Regions from separate parts of the Pan troglodytes genome. Here region 2 is linked to region 1. Evidence: chromatin contacts called from public HiChIP or PLAC-seq data. All regions are on one chromosome and are shown on one strand. The core of a region is the stretch at or near the end of the contact, and the rest is flanking DNA. Distances in the headings are between cores, read along the strand shown. Region 1 holds the start of PDE7A (phosphodiesterase 7A). Region 2 holds the start of RRS1 (ribosome biogenesis regulator 1 homolog).

Region 1 (2,883 bases), core at 149-2,648:
GATTTGAGATGACTAGCCACTGACAAGGTGGAAGGCCTTTGAAAGCACTGCATAACTTCCACTGATGATGAGATCACATACCAAATGCACGTAATCCGGTAAATGAGCAAAAGTAGACCTTTTATCATCTTCCCATGGCATGTTTCTTTTCTCTTGCTAAAACTTTATACCTCCTACGTGGATATTTTTCTACCTGTCTGCTTTCTACTATTAAAAGAACTATAACCTCCAACGTGGTCTTGTGGATTTTGTCTTCATTAGATGATGTAAGCTCCCCTTTAGTACAGCTGATCCAACTCATCTTTGAAATCCAAATTACTCCCACAACTTCTAGTAGATGTATTGAGCATCTACTATATGCTTGGGATTATACTGAGCAAGTTTTCCTGCGTTATCACGTTTACTTCTCACAAAAACCTCATGAGGTAATTATTAGTACCTGAGTTGAGAATAGGCTCATGGAAACACGCTTGCCCTAGACCTTACACAGATAAGTGGCAAGAACTAACCTCAAATAATGTTTGAATTCTGTGTAAATCTAACCATCCAGGAGGTGATATTGGTGTGATGTTACTGTGTGCCAAATAAAATAACTATATTACATTTAATAACATCTAAGAGACTCAGGTTGATTAAATCATTTAATGACACTCAGAGCACTAAGTAGATAACTAAAAAATGTAACCCCCTTCAACATAGTTGGTTACTATTGTGCACCTGTGAACCAAAAACCATGACAGGCATTCTACTTACAATGTTTAACTTTACCCAACGCAATAGCCACGTAAGTCAGGTAATTTTATCCTGATTCTACAGATGAGGAATCAGATTACAAGACCATAAGTCATTTGTCCCAGTGAACTCTGGTCTATGATTTCAGAGCCATGCGTTTTCCACCATACCACACAGTATCTCAAGACCAGAGTTTTTCAGCTCTTTACAGTGTTCTTTACAGCACATTAATCAGGTTGTTCAGAGAAACACAACCCATAGGATGTACATATAGAGAGAGGGAGAGAGAGTTATTTTAAGGAATTGGCTTATGTTTTGTGAAGGCTGGCAAGTCTGAAATCTGTAGGGCAGGCCAGCAGGCTGGAAATTCAAGTAAGAGTTGAAATTGCAGTCTTGAGTCTGAAATCTGCACAGCAGAACCACAGGCTGAAAACTCAGACAGGGTTTCTACATTGGAGTCTTGATGCAGACCTGAGTCATCCTCAGGAAACCTAAGTCTTTGCTCTTAATGCTTTCAACTCTTTGGATGAGGTCCACCCACTCCATGGAGAGTAATCTGCTTAGAACCAATGGATTACAAATGGTAGTCACACCCACAAATATCTTCATAGTAACATCTAGACTAGTATTTGACCAAATGACTGAACATCACAGTTTAGCCAAGTTGATACATAAAATTAACTATCACAGGGAGCAAAAGTTAAATAAAGAAATGCCATTACTTTCTGTAACAAAAAGAAAAGTACCTAAGAAAAAAGTATCAAAAACTGCAAAATTCTTATAAAGGAGGCTTTTACATGGTTGAAATATAATAGCCGACTTGAATATTTAGAAAGTATTCGCATGAAACACAAATATCTTCACATTATGTGCCCATTTAATCTTTCCAACATGTTTTCCTTCCCCAGACCTCCTTGTCACCAGTTTTCTAATCATATTCCTTCCGAGGTCCAAACCATCTATCCAAGCAGTCAGATACTGCTCATGAATCAGTATAGACCTCCACATGTAGCTATTCCCCTTTCCAGACAAAATGAACAACCAGGTATGCAGCTCCAAGTTCTGCTGACTGGGAGTATTTCTCTTCACCGCCTCTAGAACCACCACAGAGAGGGGCCATCGTGTTGTAGCTGTCCACTGTCTGCACCATAAAATGCAGCACTATCTGTAAATCAGTTGCAAATATTTTTCTCAACAGGTTATAGGGGACCACATGCCTTGGATGCCTTCTGGCTCCAAGGTTTCTGCTGAGAAATTAAATAATAATCTCATTGAGAATCCCATGTATATAAAGAATTACTTTTCTCTCATTGCTCTCAAAATTCTTTTTTTTTCAGCAGTGTGATAATGTCTTGGTCTGGGTCTTTTTGGGTTTGTCATACTTGAATTTGGCTGATCTAAGATATCTAAACATGATTTCTGTAAATTCAGGGAGTGTTCTGCCATTGTTTCTTCTAATAATCTCTCTGCTTCTTTCCCTTTTCTCTTTCTGTAAATACCATAATGCATGCATTAGTCTGCTTGATGGTGTCACATATGTTCCTTAAACTCTGTTCACTTTTCTTTACTCCTTTTTATTTCTGTTTCTCAGAATTTGTAATTTCACATGTCCCATAGTCAAGTTCACTTATTCTTTCTTCTGCCTATTCAAGTCTGCTGGAGAACCCCTCTAATAGATTTTTCAACTTGGTTATTGTATTTTTCAGCTTCAGAATTTGGTTCCAGTTTATAATTTCTATCTCTTTGCCAATGATTAATTTTGTTTACATATTGTTTTCCTGATTCCACTTAGTTCTCTGTCCATATTTTCCCTTAGCTCTTTCAGCATATTAAGGACAGCTATTTTAAAGTATTTGTCTAGTACGTCTAATGTCTGTGTTTTTTCAGGGAAGGTAACTGCTACTTTATTTTCTTTTTGAGAGGGACATGTTTTTCTGGGTTTTTGAAATATGTCTTGTGGGAGTTTTGTTGTTATTGCTGAAAATTGGGCAGTTGAGAAAACAGATACCTCCCCCAGTCTTTGCACACTGGCCCTGTGCCAGGGAAGTTTTTCACTAATTAGGTGGCCCATGGTTCTAAGCCTTAGGATCAGCTTCAGCTTAAGGAGAAAGCTTAAGACCTTACAAGTTCTTGTATGAGCATGCATCTTGC
Region 2 (2,883 bases), core at 196-2,695, 590 kb after region 1:
CTAGGATAAACCTGGCCCCCAGTGAAAGGAAGATAAACCCTGTAAACCACGCAATCAACAGTGCCTCTGATACTCAAATGTACATCCTAGTCACCTACAGATCTTATTAAAATAAAGGTTCTGATAAATTACATCTAGAGTGAGGCCTGACGTTCTGCATTTCCAACAAGCTCCCAGGGGATATTATGCTGCTGGTATGCAGACCACACTTTAATGAGTATCAAGAGCTTGGACGACATTGCAGAGAATAGATCTACAGACTTAAAACCAGAGTTAAGATATCTCTTGTTCTTATATTCCCTAACTGCATAACTTTAGATAAGTCATTTCACCTCTCTGAGCCCTCCTTGTTTCATCTGTGAAAATAATATAGTTAATACAATAATTAATAACATAGTTAATACTAATAGCTAACACATACTGAGTTCTTACCATGTAGCAGAAACTAATGTTTTATGTTTGTCAATTTATAAATAAGGCTTAGATCAAACATTCTCTCCAAGTAATGGTGACCTGATACCTGATTGCAGGCCGTTTGACTCATACTTAACACCATGTAGCACTTACCTCCCAGAGCCTATGAAAATGAAATAATAATCGGTATTTGGCTAATTTGTACTGAGTACTCATACGCTCCAGGCCCTCGTTTAACCCTCCCTTGGACGATATTAACTCATTTATCTTATAACCACCCTAGGAAGTATTATTATCATTATCTCGCAGGCCTTAAAATGTCCTCAACAAGTAAAATTGCTGAAGGAACAACAGTGGCACAGTCAGGATTGGAACCCAGGCAGTGTAACTGCAGAGCATGGCTTAGTTTCAGCATTGTACTAGATTAATTGAACTAGACTAGGTTCTGTAACTGCAGAATCCCGGAGCTCCAAGTCAGCTAGCTCACTAGGGTCGGTGCACACCCGCGCCCACTCGGGGTGGCTTCATTGCCAGTGACTCCCAAAACAAAACGAATCTTCTACAATTAGCTCTATGTGTATCTTTGGGATGTCATCTTTCTCGGGCCACAACTAGGAACCCTGAAAGCCGATTATGACTCCAGTGAAACTATTTGGCCCTAAGAAGGGTGATTGTCTAAACATCTTCACAACGGATTTACACTGAAATTGTAACACGCACTTGATTGGAACCCCACACCACAGGCAGTCCCAGGAATTTGTACCCGCCCCGGTCCCGGACCGCGCCCCTGGACAAACCCTCCGGCCCGCCCCTCCGGATTGAGCCCCAAGACTGTCCCCGGACCACCATCCTAAGACCACTCCCTGAACTGCCCCCCGCCCAAGACCGCCCCCCGGGACCGCCCTCTCTAGACCGCCTGCGAGACTGTCCCCGGACCGCCCCCTGGACCGCCCCCTAGGCGGCCCCCCGAGCTGTCCCTGGACCGCCCTCTAGACCGCCTCCCGCCCCGCTGCATCCTGGGAATCGTAGTCCCAATCCTGCTCTGGAACTAGCCGTGCGGCCTGCTCGGGCCAGCTCCGCCTCTATCTGGCGCCAGCCTAAAGGTCCCGCTTCTAATCCCATCATCTCTCCATACCGCCCTCTGCCGGCCTTTCCTCTGGTCGCCCGGATTGCGAGCCGCTTCCGGGCGCTCCGGAAGCGAACCTTTCTTTTCCGGATTGGGCATCCCGGCATCTGCACGTGGTTATGCTGCCGGAGTTTGGGCCGCCACTGTAGGAAAAGTAACTTCAGCTGCAGCCCCAAAGCGAGTGAGCCGAGCCGGAGCCATGGAGGGCCAGAGCGTGGAGGAGCTGCTCGCAAAGGCAGAGCAGGACGAGGCAGAGAAGTTGCAACGCATCACGGTGCACAAGGAGCTGGAGCTGCAGTTTGACCTGGGCAACCTGCTGGCGTCGGACCGGAACCCCCCGACCCGGCTGCGGTGCGCCGGACCCACGCCGGAGGCCGAGCTACGGGCCCTGGCGCGGGACAACACGCAACTGCTCATCAACCAGCTGTGGCAGCTGCCCACGGAGCGCGTGGAAGAGGCGATAGTGGCGCGGCTGCCGGAGCCCACCACACGCCTGCCGCGAGAGAAGCCTCTGCCCCGACCGCGGCCACTTACACGCTGGCAGCAGTTCGCGCGCCTCAAGGGCATCCGTCCCAAGAAGAAGACCAACCTGGTGTGGGACGAGGTGAGTAGCCAGTGGCGGCGGCGCTGGGGCTACCAGCGCGCCCGGGACGACACCAAAGAATGGCTGATTGAGGTGCCCGGCAATGCCGACCCCTTGGAGGACCAGTTCGCCAAGCGGATTCAGGCCAAGAAGGAACGGGTGGCCAAGAACGAGCTGAACCGGCTGCGTAACCTGGCCCGCGCGCACAAGATGCAGCTGCCCAGCGCGGCCGGCTTGCACCCTACCGGACACCAGAGTAAGGAGGAGCTGGGCCGCGCCATGCAAGTGGCCAAGGTCTCCACCGCCTCTGTGGGGCGCTATCAGGAGCGCCTCCCCAAGGAGAAGGCGCCCCGGGGCTCCGGCAAGAAAAGGAAGTTTCAACCCCTTTTCGGGGACTTTGCAGCCGAGAAAAAGAACCAGTTGGAGCTGCTTCGTGTCATGAACAGCAAGAAGCCTCAGCTGGATGTGACGAGGGCCACCAATAAGCAGATGAGGGAGGAGGACCAGGAGGAGGCCGCCAAGAGGAGGAAAATGAGCCAGAAGGGCAAGAGAAAGGGAGGCCGGCAGGGGCCTGGGGGCAAGAGGAAAGGGGGCCCGCCCAGCCAGGGAGGGAAGAGGAAAGGGGGCTTGGGAGGCAAAATGAATTCTGGGCCGCCCGGCTTGGGTGGCAAGAGAAAAGGAGGACAGCGCCCAGGAGGAAAGAGGAGGAAGTAATAGTTTCTAACTGTCGGACCCGTCTGTAAACCAAGGACTATGAATA

The links. HiChIP or PLAC-seq counts read pairs in DNA pulled down with a chosen protein or histone mark.
Region 2: an H3K4me3 HiChIP or PLAC-seq map of stem cell-derived excitatory neurons shows a contact between it and region 1, with 4 times the contacts expected there. The contact joins the promoter of RRS1 here to the promoter of PDE7A in region 1. A contact is called at or near these places in 1 of 7 Hi-C or Micro-C datasets (stem cell-derived neural progenitor cells) and 1 of 1 datasets of contacts at active chromatin or transcription factors (stem cell-derived excitatory neurons).

The regions. Positions count from the first base shown.
Region 1 is chr7:74,486,445-74,489,327 of NHGRI_mPanTro3-v2.0_pri, forward strand. PDE7A (phosphodiesterase 7A) reads right to left here and starts at 1,399. Exons shown (of 14, transcript XM_063816332.1): 1 at 1-1,399.
Region 2 is chr7:75,077,581-75,080,463 of NHGRI_mPanTro3-v2.0_pri, forward strand. It overlaps RRS1 (ribosome biogenesis regulator 1 homolog), which reads left to right and starts at 1,446. Exons shown (of 1, transcript XM_016959530.4): 1 at 1,446-2,883. The coding sequence starts at 1,740. The coding sequence ends at 2,837.